Regions from separate parts of the Athene noctua genome. Here region 2 is linked to region 1. Evidence: chromatin contacts called from public Hi-C data. All regions are on one chromosome and are shown on one strand. The core of a region is the stretch at or near the end of the contact, and the rest is flanking DNA. Distances in the headings are between cores, read along the strand shown. Region 1 holds the start of GAREM1 (GRB2 associated regulator of MAPK1 subtype 1). Region 2 holds the start of MEP1B (meprin A subunit beta).

Region 1 (6,838 bases), core at 2,325-4,824:
TGCTTCCTCTCAAGAGCAACAGCTTTTTTTTTTTTTTCTTGCAGTCTATCTGTTCAATTAATATTAACAATAGTCACCAGAAAAATATTAAAACACATGAACAGGTTAAAACAAACAAAACTTGTGCCTTAACAGTGTCCAAAAGCATAATCTGAAACACAACTACACAGTCTCAAAATTTCATCTGAAAAAACATATTTGACATATTTATCATTTCTAGATGGATAAAGCTGGCACTGATGCCTAACTACTTCCAACTATATCTTGATGTAACGACAGACTACTTCCTTCCATTCCTCCTTCAGCCCATACCATCAAGAAAAACCCTCCCTTCTTAGGAGAGGACCAAATTTAGCGCTCATAAATATCTCATAACTCCACCCTGTCAAGAAATCAAACTGAACTACTTAAGGGCATTTTTCCCGGAGCTGCACATCCAAACTCGAAGAATAAAACTGCATTCATCATACTTCAAACTGAAAGGCCTGAAGGTGAAGCAACGGTGAGAAGCTGGAGATCTTGTGTAGGTATCATCTAAGAACACCAAGTGCTAAACTCCATTAAGAAATGTAGAAACAACACATCTTCTGAAGAAAATGCATCTCCAGCTTTTCAATCCTCTTCTACATCCTGGTCTTTCAGAAGAAATTAATTCTGGCTTTCACAAAACCTCATGATGTCTGAAACAACAAGCCTAAAAACAACTCGCTGCTACAGACAGAAGCCAACCACAAAATCAAAAGGTGACTGAAGACAGACATCTACAGGTGGTTTAATTTCCAACAGCATGGAACACGTGCAGCTTCCACTGATCTGGAGAGGAATTCAGCACCTAAAGAGGAGACGAAGCCATTTCTGTGCAACAGAACCCTGACCCGTCGATAAGTACCTGCAGGCTGTGCCTGCAGTGATGTGGAGACAAAAACTGCATCCTGCTAAAACTGCACAAGATGATATTTTGTTAACAATTTCCTGAGCACTGGATGACACACATTCGGATTGGATTCTGCATTTACCTTCTTCAGTATTGAATCAAGAAACTCTGACAGAGCTCCATTTGTTTGCAAGACAAGGACAGGGATGCAGAGCATCCCAGGACAGCAGGTGCCCCAGTCGTTTCCACAAACATGGCACGTTCCCAACCTTCCTCTTTTAGGACACTACACAATTATTCATGGTTGCTTTCCCTTACTGCAAGACAAGCTCCTTTGGAAATAGAAAAAGCATTCTCTTCGTACCACCAAGACTGTGGCGTCAGTGCTCTTTGTAAAATATTGATTCGTCTGCCATCTGTAGTCCCAGAAGTTAAAAGGTATGTCTGTATGAGTAGGTAAGAGCAGACCCAAGAGCCTCTGCCTGTACACTGAACTGGCCAGACCTCAGCCAGGTCCAAGCCAAAGCCCTTAGCACAGTGCTATACCCGAGCAGCCTCCCAGCAGGGTCTAGTGTGGGGCTGAACCATTACTCGCAGGACACCTACACCAACAGCTGCTTCATGTCTGGCCATCTCGGCATGAGCAAAAGACCTCAGGTCTGTTTACACCCACTTGCCTGTCCACATGGTCCAAGTGTGGCACATGGGACAAAAAAGCCTTTGCACAAAATCCACAACATCTTTGTCTCCCTGACAATTATGGGATATTTCTATCACTAGGTCTGACACAAAAACAAAAATAAAATTACTTGCTTCAAAACTCATAAACTTTCTCTACCCACAAAGCTTTTTCAGGTCCCTTCCAATGAAGCAAAGCAGGGAGATTGGGAAGTATAACATGCAGAAAGGGAAATTAGTAAATCATCAATACATACATCCTGTTAAAACCTGAACCACTGCCAGGAATCTCAAGTAAATTGACAGCCTTAAGTGCAGCGACTGGAGGCCATCTTAGTTGCTTCTAGTGACATGAGGTATTACCACGAGGAACATTCGACAGTATGAAACCCAGCCAGCTGCAGGTAAAAGGCAAAGAAGCTTTTCTTTAACCTGTTCCTGAGCACCAGCTCTGAGGATGTACTGCAAAGGATAGGAAAAGTACTTTATAATCAAGGGACAAAAGTCAAAAAAGCCCTCGTTTGAATTATCCCTGGATTACAGGAACTGCAGTTAAGTAGTAAACCAATCCTGGGGAGCAACAGAGGACGATGCCTGCGCTCACTTTTAACTTTTCAAATCAATACAAAATTTTGTAAGAGACCTGTTCTATTACATTGTGTAAGTACAAGGTGACTTCAAAAACTAATGAATTCAAATGCCTGGAAATTTTTCCTGATTTACGAGATATATACTGCATTCCCTTAGAGATGGGAGAGTTGGACAGTTTTCCTGGAGCTACCATGCAATGCGCACACACACTACTATACAGGAGCCGAGTCTTTATTAAATAAAGTATTACTATATATAAATATTATAAAGTCTGAGCTTTTCTGAAAAATTCCCCCTATTTCCCCAGTTCTCTGTGCCGACACATTACTTTCTAAGACACGTATCTAGGAAAGGTAAAACACCGCTGCCATAGCTATTCTGTTAGACTCGTTTCTTATTTCCTGGTGTAAACAAAATGCTGCAGACTTGCAAACTGCAGGCGAGCACCCTAGCGAACGGTAATAAAAAGTTATCTGGAGACTGGAAAGGCTTCTTACATTACTCCTCTTTTTACAGGTCCGTGGCTTTTTTAGTGAAATGTAACATTTGGGATTTAGTCCACTCGGCTATTTAACGTCCCTCGTTATTTGGCCTTGGTGTAGCATCCCTTCATCACAACACTGGGTCTCCAGTACGGAAAATGCCCTTCCACGTCTTCATCTGAGGCTGCGAGGACGCTCCTCGGGGGCAAGCAGCCGATGGCAGACAGGCTGCGCCACACACCGTAAGGGGGCAGGGGGCGGGTATTACCAGATATTTTGATGCAAAGCAACGCGCGGACTCCCGTGCGAGTCGAAGCCTTGCACCGACACCCGGTAACGGCAGATGTCGGTGCAAGGACCTCACGGAAAGCGCTCCGGGTAGCCGCGGGGCTCTCCGGCTCCCTCCAGCCGCGGGAGGAAAGAGGGGTGCACCCGGGGCTCCGGCAGCCCGCCCCAGGAGCGGCCCCCCACCGCTCGCCCGGCCCCGCTCCCCGCTCCCCGCCGGGCAGAGCCGCCCGCCCGCCGCCCCACGCACCGCTGTCCAGCCGGGCGATCTGGGGGAGCCGGTAGGTGCTGACGAGCTGGTCCAGGGGAACGGCCACCGAGCTCCACTTCACGTCCTTGAGGCTGCAGCCCAGCGGCGGGCCGGGGTCCATCTTCCCAGTCCGGGGAAGGAGGGAGGGGGGAAGGAGGGAGAGGAGAGGAGCCAGACAGGCAGCGCTGGCGGGGTGCTCCCACCCGGCGGGGCTGCAGCCAGCGGGGAGGGGAACGGAGGGACGGAGCCCGCCTCGCTCAGCGCCGGCCGCCCCGGGACATGCCGCGCTAGGCAGAAGCGGAGGCCCGTCGGGCGGCTGCTGCGGCGGCGGCTGCTACTGCTGCTGCTCCCGCCGCCCCCCGGGACCGGCTGGGGCCGCCCGCCGCCGCGCCTGGCCCAGGAAGCGCCATCCCAGCACTGACTAATCAACAGGGTGCGAGCAACGCCTGCGCAGCTGCCGCTCCTCCCCGCGCCGAAAAGGAAAGTGCCGGGCTGCCCGCCCGCCCGCCCGGCGGGGAGCGCCGCCGCCAAGCCCAGCCCGTCCCTCTCACTCCACCCTCCGACCGCTCGCCCGCCCTGCAGCCCGCCCGCCCGTCCCGCCGGGGGGAGCCGGAGGGCGGCCCCGCAGGTGCCGTCCCGTCCCGTCCCGTCCCGTCGCGTCCCCCCACACGCCGAGAACCGCGGGGGATGGGGGGGGCTGCGGGCAGCGCGGCCGGTGGGGCGGGACACGACGGGCCAGGGGTCGGGGAGCAGGGCGGGCACTCGGGGCTCTTGGAGGACGTGGGTTCACTCTCGCTTCATTTATCAAAGCAATTTTGAGCAAGAGGCTTGCATTGCAGCTTCTCACCGCTTAATTTAGCATTCTAACTTTGCCTGTGAAATTCAGCCTACTTTTAAAAAAAGTCCAATTAGATGGCGACTTTGATTATATCTCTATTTTTTTTAGTTTTTCACCTGTGAACTATAGATGGGTATTTAACGTATGAAGAGTAGTGCGTAGAAGTTAGAGGCAAATCTTCAACTCACTTCTATCATTACTGCACATGCAAGCATCACATATATTACCTATATTGTGTATTCAAGGGTCTTCAGACCACGGGAATATTTAAAATCAGCTATGAGTTCTCTTTTCAAAGTGGCTTATGTGATGAAGTCTTCTATGACTTCGTAAGATATTTTATTTAATGATACCACTTTTTATGCATTTTCATGCATCTCCAGACTGCAGAAACTCTGGGAAATTAAACCAGAAAAACTAACTCCTGGGTGGTTGCATTGTGCTGTGCTTAAGTTTATTTTGTTCGCTTTTGTGTCAAAGCTGTTTATTTTATTGCAGTAAACTTGGCTACATTTAAGACTGTGCTGTTGACTAGAAACTTAAAAGTGCCTTTCAGTGATTTGTAAAACGACGGAAAACATCCACAGCTAACATCCCTCTTCAGGCTCCATCTTCCACGGTGTCTGTCTTGGAGACTGCTGGGGCTGGCAGAGCTGGGGGAAGAGCTGTTGTACGACGAGCTCTCCTGCCGCTCGCCCTTCCTCGCGCGCCTGGTGACAGGCCAGCCGCTGCTGCGTGCCTTTGCGACTGCTGGTGCCAGCAGCACCGCGAGCATGAGGAGGGCCAAGACAGACACACTCTTGTTCTGCTCTGCTGCAAACAGAGACTGAGACTTCAGCCATGCACTCCCAAGATGAAACAAAGACCGTGGAAGCCAGTCGGCACAGAGGGTTACAGAAAACCCAAGTTATCTCGTTTCAAATGGATCGGGGTTGGTTTGAACCTCATGCTGATGTGGGTCCATGCTTTAGCTACACCGTTTGGCACCAGGATTTCCCAGCACTATGGAAAACCTTAATTCTCTACACTCAGCCATGCTGCCATTAGATCCTGCCTACCAGAATAGTTAGCTTTAAAAATATGACACTCGGGTTTTTTTCCAAGTAGCTTCCCTTTTACAGAGTTCACCAAATGCTTTGAACAACTCAAGTGAATTAAGCTATTGAAGTGCAAAGTAATATAACAGCAAAGAGCATTATTGTTGAAATATGGAAAGCAAAAGCATGGTCTTAACTTGTTCAGGTTTAAAGAGGTTATTGGGGGCAGTGTATAAAGCAAAGCAAATTAGGTCAGACTGGGATTCACCATATTCACAATAGTTGAAGTGCTAGTCTGTCAACAATTGTTTTTAAGCACCATCTTGGGTACTATTAATTCCAGGATAGATACTGTCTCACAGTGTATGCTCCTCTCAGACATCATGCACTTCCGCTGTCTGGGAAGAAATGCATCTTCACACAGAAATAGTTACTGCTGCTTTTTCATTCTTCAGATGGTTTTAGATGGCCTACAGCCATCTTCACGCAACCGTGTTTGTGTTCTCTCCGACCAGTGGAAACCCAACCCACTCTTACCCATCCTGCTGGAACAAGATGCGTTTTTTAAAAATATAACTTCTAGATACTATTTAAATTTCATTCAGTTATTTCCAGGCAAAGAGACACCATAAAGCTTACTGGTATTTAAATGCCTCGATGGAGCTCTTAGAGTGACTTTGTTATGTATCCTAACTGTACTATAGCTCAACCTCTTTGAAATATATTCTAATATTACATACACAGTATTCAAATCACCAGCACATATGAATCTCAGACAATTTCTTGCTTTAACAGCACCTTATGTATAATTAAAACTTTAGATATAATGATTTCTGTGATGTCTAGAAATGCCTTAGTTCCTTCGTGTGATCTCTTACCAGAGTCTCCTACTGGTGCAAAATGCTAATGAAGCCATCAGACCTCAGGAGGAATCCCTGTGAGCAGATCCAGCTCAGGACCAGGGCCTCAGTTACACAAATCTTAGTTTTTCTGTATGTGCCTGTCAGCAAATTGTCACCAAAAAACAGTAAGCAGTGGCAGGGGGACTCAGAATAATTTCTGAAATTACTCTTAAATGCATTTTAAATTGACTTTCATGTTGATTTCACAACACATTTATGCAGCAGGCTGTAAAATCTCTAGTATATATTTATTCCATTGCCAGTAAAATGATTTTTTAAAGCATTTTGGATCCTCATCAGTTTGTATCTATGTTAACATTTGAAATGGAGCTGTTCACAACAAACTGATTTAGTATGAATCTGGTAACATGCTTTACACCTTAGTATACACGCACCAAATAAGACTCTGAGCCTTATACACTGTTTCATGTAGAGCCCTCATAGTCAGTATTGCTTTAAAACCTCCCATGAATTTGCATTTCTTCTTCCTACATGTGATTTGCCTTTATATCAAAGGCCTGTTTTTCATAATAAGTATTTACAAGTCCAGTGGGAAACAACAGGCGATGCAGTGATCGCTTCAGAATCAGATCCTAAATACCTACATTTCTCTGAGGCAAGGGGGAAAGAGAACAACACATTTGATATAGTTGATGTCTGTACATCATGTTTCATGTTTTGAAAGAGAATGTTATTCCTGTCTTACTGGCAAAATCCAAACAATCTTTGCTCAGGTAGGATATTCTCAAGAGATCTGAGGGTCTGGTGTGAATGTTCACCTTTTATCTTCTATTTCACTATAAGAGGTGTCCTCCTTTTTCCAGTTAAATCCCTTATTTAACCTTTATTTATTCTAAAAATTCCATCTGTGGGAATTTGTGCAACACTATCATCCAGCTTC
Region 2 (6,838 bases), core at 2,092-4,591, 150 kb before region 1:
AGTGCTACCAGGCAGGCGTAAAGAGGTGGTACCTGTCCAAGGGAACACACAGTCTGCTCCATGGTGCTCCCCAACTGTCTGGTGCTAGCAAAGCAAACTCAGCAGGAGATCCAAGCAGTCACTGCAATAGGTCTGCAGCAAGCTCCACATCAAGTTCTGACGTCTTTCCTTTTTGTTGCTTCTACTAGCAGCATGGGAGCGTGTGGGTCTATGGGGAAAGAAATGTAATTGACTGGCAAAAGCTCAGATTTTGCAGGTGTCTCTTATCGTTACTCAGGGCTCATTAGATAGCTTAGCACTCATAAAAGTTGTGAAACATGTTCACAGCAAAGAATTGCAAGAAAGGAAAAGTCAATCAGCCAGCTAAAGACCTGTTCCTTCTGCTTCATGTTTAATGGTTTTACTTTTCTCAAATACAGAGCTTGTAGTTGAGATATTTGTGGACTCTACCTGCAGATCAAAATGGTAATGGAAAAAACATCCTCAAATTCCACAGGTCTCTGACTGTATCAAGAAAGGACATACATTACTTTTGGCTGTTACATGCCAAGTAACTGTAGAATAAAGATAAGATCTAAAAATACTGTTCTGTTTGTACATCTGAAAGTGCACACTATTCAAATAAGTTGCACTATCCTTTATTAATTAATCTCCAGTAATACTCAGTTGTTTCTTGCTGTGGGCCTTTGTCTTAGAAGTACGATATGGCTATAGTGCTTTTCATCTTCAAAGAACAATGCAAGGAGTCATGTAGCAAAACCCTTAGAGGAAATAAGGCTAGGTATATTACCTGAACGTAGATATGAAGTCAATGGTAAAGCAAGGTGTTTGTCACTAGAGAATGCGGTTGCAAAAGTAGATAAGCTATGTAAAAAAGATCTGCCATGATTACATTGGGAAAAAAAATGCCTTCCTTAAGCTGCCATCTATTTATTACTTTCTCCTCAAGAAGAGGAGAAAAAACCATTTAGCTACTTCAGGTGTGACACTGAAATTTATGCTAAGAACTGCCTTAAATTCCTGACATTTTGTTCATATATTGTTTAATTTTCTATTACACCTTGTTTTATTATACCAGGTGACTAGGTGAGGTATCAAAGCTCTGAGTTTAAATAAGTCAGTGTGAATTGGAGGAAAAATATGTATAGAGATTGTATATTTACAGTGCAGGGTTAGCATATAACTTTGATGCCTTCTCTGTAGGATATCACACTTTCTAGTGTTTTCCTTGGATAACTCACTTTTTAGCCAGTAATGGTTTTGACACAGAGGTTCATACAGCCCTTCTTTGGGGCAGGAAAATCATCTTCCTATCTCCTGTTGTGAAGAGGTTGGTGTGAGGTTTTGGAGCCGGTTGATGCATGTTAGAAATAGGGATGTGGGAACAGAAAGCAGCTTTTCTTGATTATTTGCATGTGAAAGGGACCAAAGAAGTAGAAAAACAGGCTTTTAGGCTTTCTTCCAATACCAAGTAGTAAGACTAAAAAATGTGCTGTTTCCTTTGAAGTCATCATATTCCACCATCTTAAGAAAACACCTGTAAGATAATGTAATCACGGAGCAATGGGTGCAGCTACACTAGTCTTCTAATTTTGATCAGGACTGTATTTTTTAAGCAAGTATCATCATCATCGTTTCCACTTACCATGCTTTAGTTCACATCACAGAGCAGTTTTGGAGTGTCCAAATTGAATTCATTTGGTTTGAAACTAAACCAGAATGTGTTCTTCAGATCCCTGCCTAATGCAGTCCAGTTGCCACCACTGACATACAGTCCTTGGGATCAAATTGGAGCCAGGCTGAAGTAAAACCCTTTGAGACATGTACAGCATAGATGCCAGGTCCTTGGCACCATGTTTCAATGTGTAAGTCCATTCCTGTTGGCTTGAAGTACTTGTTACTGTGAACATAGCCAATCTAACCTAGAGAGCCTCCAAAAGGAGAACTACTGTCACCTCCCAGCAGCTGAAGGTGACAGCATGCAGGATTCAATGACTGCTGAGCCTGCAGAAGAATTCTTAACAAAAGAGCTTTTAAACCTTCCAAACATAACTGATTTGAGAACAATTGATGCCATCATTATTGGTGGGTTGAGAATTACAATACTTACGGTTTTGTTGAAAAAACTAACATAAGAACAACAATATCCACAAGTGCTACTTCTCAATGGATCATCAGTGAAATAAGCATAGCTCTAAGTGGCTAGAAATTGCACAGGTGTCCTCATTACCCATTCTTTCTTATCAGCTTTAATACTTGAAATAGTAGGAGAAATGTTACTAATTTTGATATAATTTGTGCGTCTGTATTTACAATACAAAAATCAAAATTACGTTTTTAGGACATTCTAACCAGGTGGTTGGTCTGGGAAAGTGAAACGCTAACCAAGTCTGATCATACAGTTACTGGCAGTACCTGTAGTTTAAGCGTAAGAAGAAACTGTGACAATTTCAGCACTTTCCGTCAGCTCATAAGTAGAAGAGATGACTGAAGTTGGAAGAAACTAAAACTCCGAAGAGTCACAGACAGTGGTGATAGTACAATGGTACCAACACTTAAAATAATATAATGTATGAAATTTTTAAAAGGTCCGGAAGAATACCATGATATGATTTACTGACAAATACAGTGTTTCACAGTCATCAACAGTAGAAATGACATTGCCTTTTCTAAAAGCAAGATACTAAAATTATGTTGCTGAGAGATTTTTTTTTTTTTTAGGTGCACACATTTCCTGTTTTCACTTTTTGTCAAAAACCCCCATATGTATTAATGTCTTACCCGCCAAGAGTCTTGTTAGCTTTCTGTTGTTGAAAAGGTTTTAGTGCCAGCTTTACTCAGTCACGGAATGGGTGAGGTGGTGGAAAGGCAGCTCTGGAGACCACCTAGTGCAACTGCCCTGCTTGTAGCAGGGTCACCTTCAACAAGTTGCTCAGGTCTGTTGCTGGTTGGGTTTTGACTGTCTCTGAGGATGGATGGAGACTCCTCAACTTCTCTGGGCAACTTGTTCCAGCACTTCAAAACCCTCAGAATAAAAAAAGTTCTTTTATTTTTAAATTGAATTTCCTGTATTTCAATGTGTGTTTCCTCTGTATTCCCATTTTCTTGTGTCTTTCATCCTGTATGTCAAATACTTTTTCTCACAACAATGTTTAAAAATAGTCAGTGTATATGGTAGTTACTGTGATACAGTAATGATGGACTTGGCTTATTGGACAAGAAAAAGGTAGGTAAGTTAATCGTTGATGATAGGACAAAGGTTTTGATTTATGACATTTACTGTCTTAAATACCAAGTTGGTCTGAAATTCTGTCCATGAAATTGCTGAGTGGATAACAACATGGGCTGGTTTTCTGTGCCTGCACTCCTAACTTGGCTGCTTCTTCAGGTGGTCTGGAGTCAGGTAAGAAAACAAAGAATATATGTTCTTTATATGATTGAGTAAGCAATGCAGCTTAAGATGAGTTTTAGAGGAAAAGACTTAAGTATGTTGCTTTTGCAAAATAAAAATTCTGTTGTCATCTTCATGGAAGAGAGAAAGATTTCTGTTTCCTTGGAGTTTTAGTGCTGCTATTTTTAATATGCCTGGCTATACATGTGAAAAGCTTATCTTGCATTCCCCATCTAAGCAAAATTCCACCAGTATTCAAAGTAATGTTACCAGAATAGTAAATCTGGGATTAGAACCAAGATAAGTATTAAAATTTATTTTGCTACTCCATATTTGAATGGAAATAGGATTTTTTTTTTTTTCTGTAACAATATATTTGATATTGAAATTGATGCCTTTTTAGCCACTGGAATAATTATAAATGACTGTTCTCTGTTTCTCCAATTCAGCTGAACTATTTAATGCCAAAAAAGTAACAGCTGAGACTTTGTGTTTTCTGTCTTTTGTAGAGAAATGCAGCATTTTGCTCACCTTTTGATAATTTATTGTAGAGGCCAGGAATTTTGGTGATACACAATGTAATCAGTTTGGAGAAAAAAAGCCACTAGGTTGTTGAAAGTTCATTTTATAGCTAATAGAAGTCTATAGCTTCAGGGTAATCTATAGAGTAAGGTATTAGTTACTGTAATATGACTTTAGTGGAATAACGTTATCTATTTTATGTTATGTAACATAACTGTCTGTTTCCATGAATCCATCTCCAGTATCTCACTGTGGTAGCTGTATCCTTTTCCTCTCCACTCACGGTCATATATCTCTTTAAGTCAAGAGCTCAATTTCTTGTCCCCAGCTTTCTCACAGTCCTCCTGTATACTCCGCTACCCCAACCCCACACTTCCCTTATATTTCCACTGCCTATCATGACTACCTGCTCCTCTATTCCCAACCTTTTGCAAACTCAAGTCTCAATCTTGTTTAGATTCCTCTACAGGCTTTGGTAAAGCATGAAATAGGTGATGCAAACTGCTACTAACATCTGCAAGCTATCACGCATTGAACTGACTTGTAATAACCAGCTCCTGTGTGAGAGAGGGCCTTCTGATCACTGGGCCTAATTATTTCATTTCTATGTGCTTTATGGCCAGGAAGAGCTTCTTCTGTATTTCTGCATGCTGGTATACTAAAAGTTATATAGTCTGGAGAAAACACTGGTAAGTTAAGGTGTCTCATCTAAACTGGTTGGCTGAACTCCATCTGAAGTCCACAGCGAGGAAGGGAAATTTTCATCAGTTGATTTATCACGTCCTTGAATAGCTGTCCAAGCTAGGTGAGGTGGACCATCTGGAGATGCCAGGGCATCATGATGGTGCCATAGCTATTTTAGGGACAGATTAATTATGTATGCAATTACTAATTTGTTTTTCTGCTGATTACTGAGTGAGTCTACTTACCTAGCTTTTATGTGACTAAAATAGGTGAGATGTTTCCCACCTGTTCAAAATGCACTTGAATTATTTGCCAGTTAAATGTGTTCACAAGCCATGGTTTGACCAATCTTTAATGTAATTTAATTCACATAAACTATGTCTGCCAAAGGTAAGGACTAATATTATAAATGTTTAGAATTTTTTGTGTGTGGAGATTTAAAAATAGCATTGATTAGACTAAATTAGGTTCCTCTTTGGTACACCGCAGGTAATATAATTTTCCTCTGTAGGTGATTGTGAACTGTGAATTTGTTGTTTATTTAAAAACTTTCAGAGACTAGAAATGCATCGCATAGGTCTCAGTTGTCAGGCTGGTGTTGAGACAGAAGCCGTTGCTACTCAAATGAGTAATACTTGTACACAGAGATACTCCTTTTGAAACTGAGTAGATTGCTGTTGAGATTCACAGGACTAAAGACCTAGTTTTGTTGAGAAGGAAGTGGAAAGGAGTGATGGAAGGGATTCCTCCAGTGTGAAACATTCAGTGACAGTTTTCAGACACTGAGGACCACCCTGGATTTGAGTCAATTGCTGAATTTGGTATTCTTCGGTCATGGACTCACGTTTTGGTTTGTGCACCAAAAGTGCTGCTGGACTTAGTTACATTGATTTCAGTTTGTGAGCTTTTGCTGCTGATAGAGGAGCTTTACCATTAGCTAGCCAGTTTTTACCTTTAGGACAGTTACGCTTTCTGGTTAATTGGTATGTGTATATTGTAGTTTATAATTACTAAAACTGTAGAAACATTTTACTCTCCATTAATGGCCATAAGAGGATTCAACATATATAGGTATGCTTCTTCTCCATCAACAATCTCTAATGGAAAGGATGACAATGTGATTTTAATTTTTGAATATCGCAAGCTTTCCTTGTCGTTTTTTCCTTCCACGTTAGCTAGAAATCTGTGTGAGAGTGGGAGTTTAAAAGCAAATGAAATCTTTAAAATGTGTGTTACACACTTTGCCCATGTACTTTCAGCTTGTTTTACAAGCTGCACTTTCATTTCAAAACTTGAATATGTGGACTCGTGGACTGGATACTGTCATGCATATCCAGTGATAATGAAATGTAATGAGAGCATATATGGGCAATAAAACTTCAGAATGTAAGAAGACTCTGTTGACATTGCAAATTTATGGACGATTTGTGTGGTAAAGATATTTTGATTTATTAAACTGTATCTTTATACAGTTATATCCTTATTCTTTTTTTTCTGAAGTCCCCATCCTTATTTCTTATGTATCAATGTAAACCTGAATAATACCAGTTAACTCAGTGAAATGTGAGATCAAAATCAGTCCTTCAGCATTTGAATCTGTCCAAGTCTGGAAACAGTTTTTCAATAGACTTGGTCACTTTTCCACAATGACACTGGGTTATTTAAGAATCAGGTAGCTTAAAATCTACCAAATTTTGAAACGACCTAAAACTGTGAAGTAGTGAAACAGTGCTGTTTCAGGAGAAATTGGGTCAGGAAACAGTGTCTACTCAATGATTTTTGTAACCAACACTTGAAGGTCAAAATCCTGCCTTTAGGCTGGGCAAGGACATATGTGGGTGGCAGTTTTCATTAAGAAAATTAGAAGCAGAAGAACTTGGTTTAAAACTTTGCCTGTTTATATAATACTTAGATGTTAAGCATTTGATTATGCCAGCTCATACCAATTAGACATTATCGCTCTTAAACCTATAAATTATAGTTTCTACTTGGTTATGCAAAAAATGGTTTTCCCCTCTTAGGCAATCAAAACAAATGATTAAAATCTGACAAAAACTGTGAAGCAACAGTTTGAACTAGTTTTAGTTCAGGTGAATCAAAATGATAAAATGAGTTTTTAGGCTTTTGTATTTCCAATATTCTTTCTGCCATTTGCTGAAGTTTTCACAGAACGGTCATTTCAGATTGAAAATGAATCTTTCATTAAAAAGCTAAAAAAGGACATTCTGACAATTTCAAAGC

What was found. A called contact is a pair of places that touch in the nucleus more often than the background predicts.
Region 2: a contact with region 1 is called in a Hi-C map of heart, with 3 times the contacts expected there. The contact joins the promoter of MEP1B here to the promoter of GAREM1 in region 1. A contact is called at or near these places in 2 of 2 Hi-C or Micro-C datasets (heart and liver).

What each region holds. Positions count from the first base shown.
Region 1 is chr2:48,107,571-48,114,408 of bAthNoc1.hap1.1, reverse strand. GAREM1 (GRB2 associated regulator of MAPK1 subtype 1) reads right to left here and starts at 3,574. Exons shown (of 6, transcript XM_074899022.1): 1 at 3,161-3,574. The coding sequence starts at 3,281.
Region 2 is chr2:48,259,771-48,266,608 of bAthNoc1.hap1.1, reverse strand. MEP1B (meprin A subunit beta) reads left to right here and starts at 3,341. Exons shown (of 15, transcript XM_074897468.1): 1 at 3,341-3,403. The coding sequence starts at 3,341.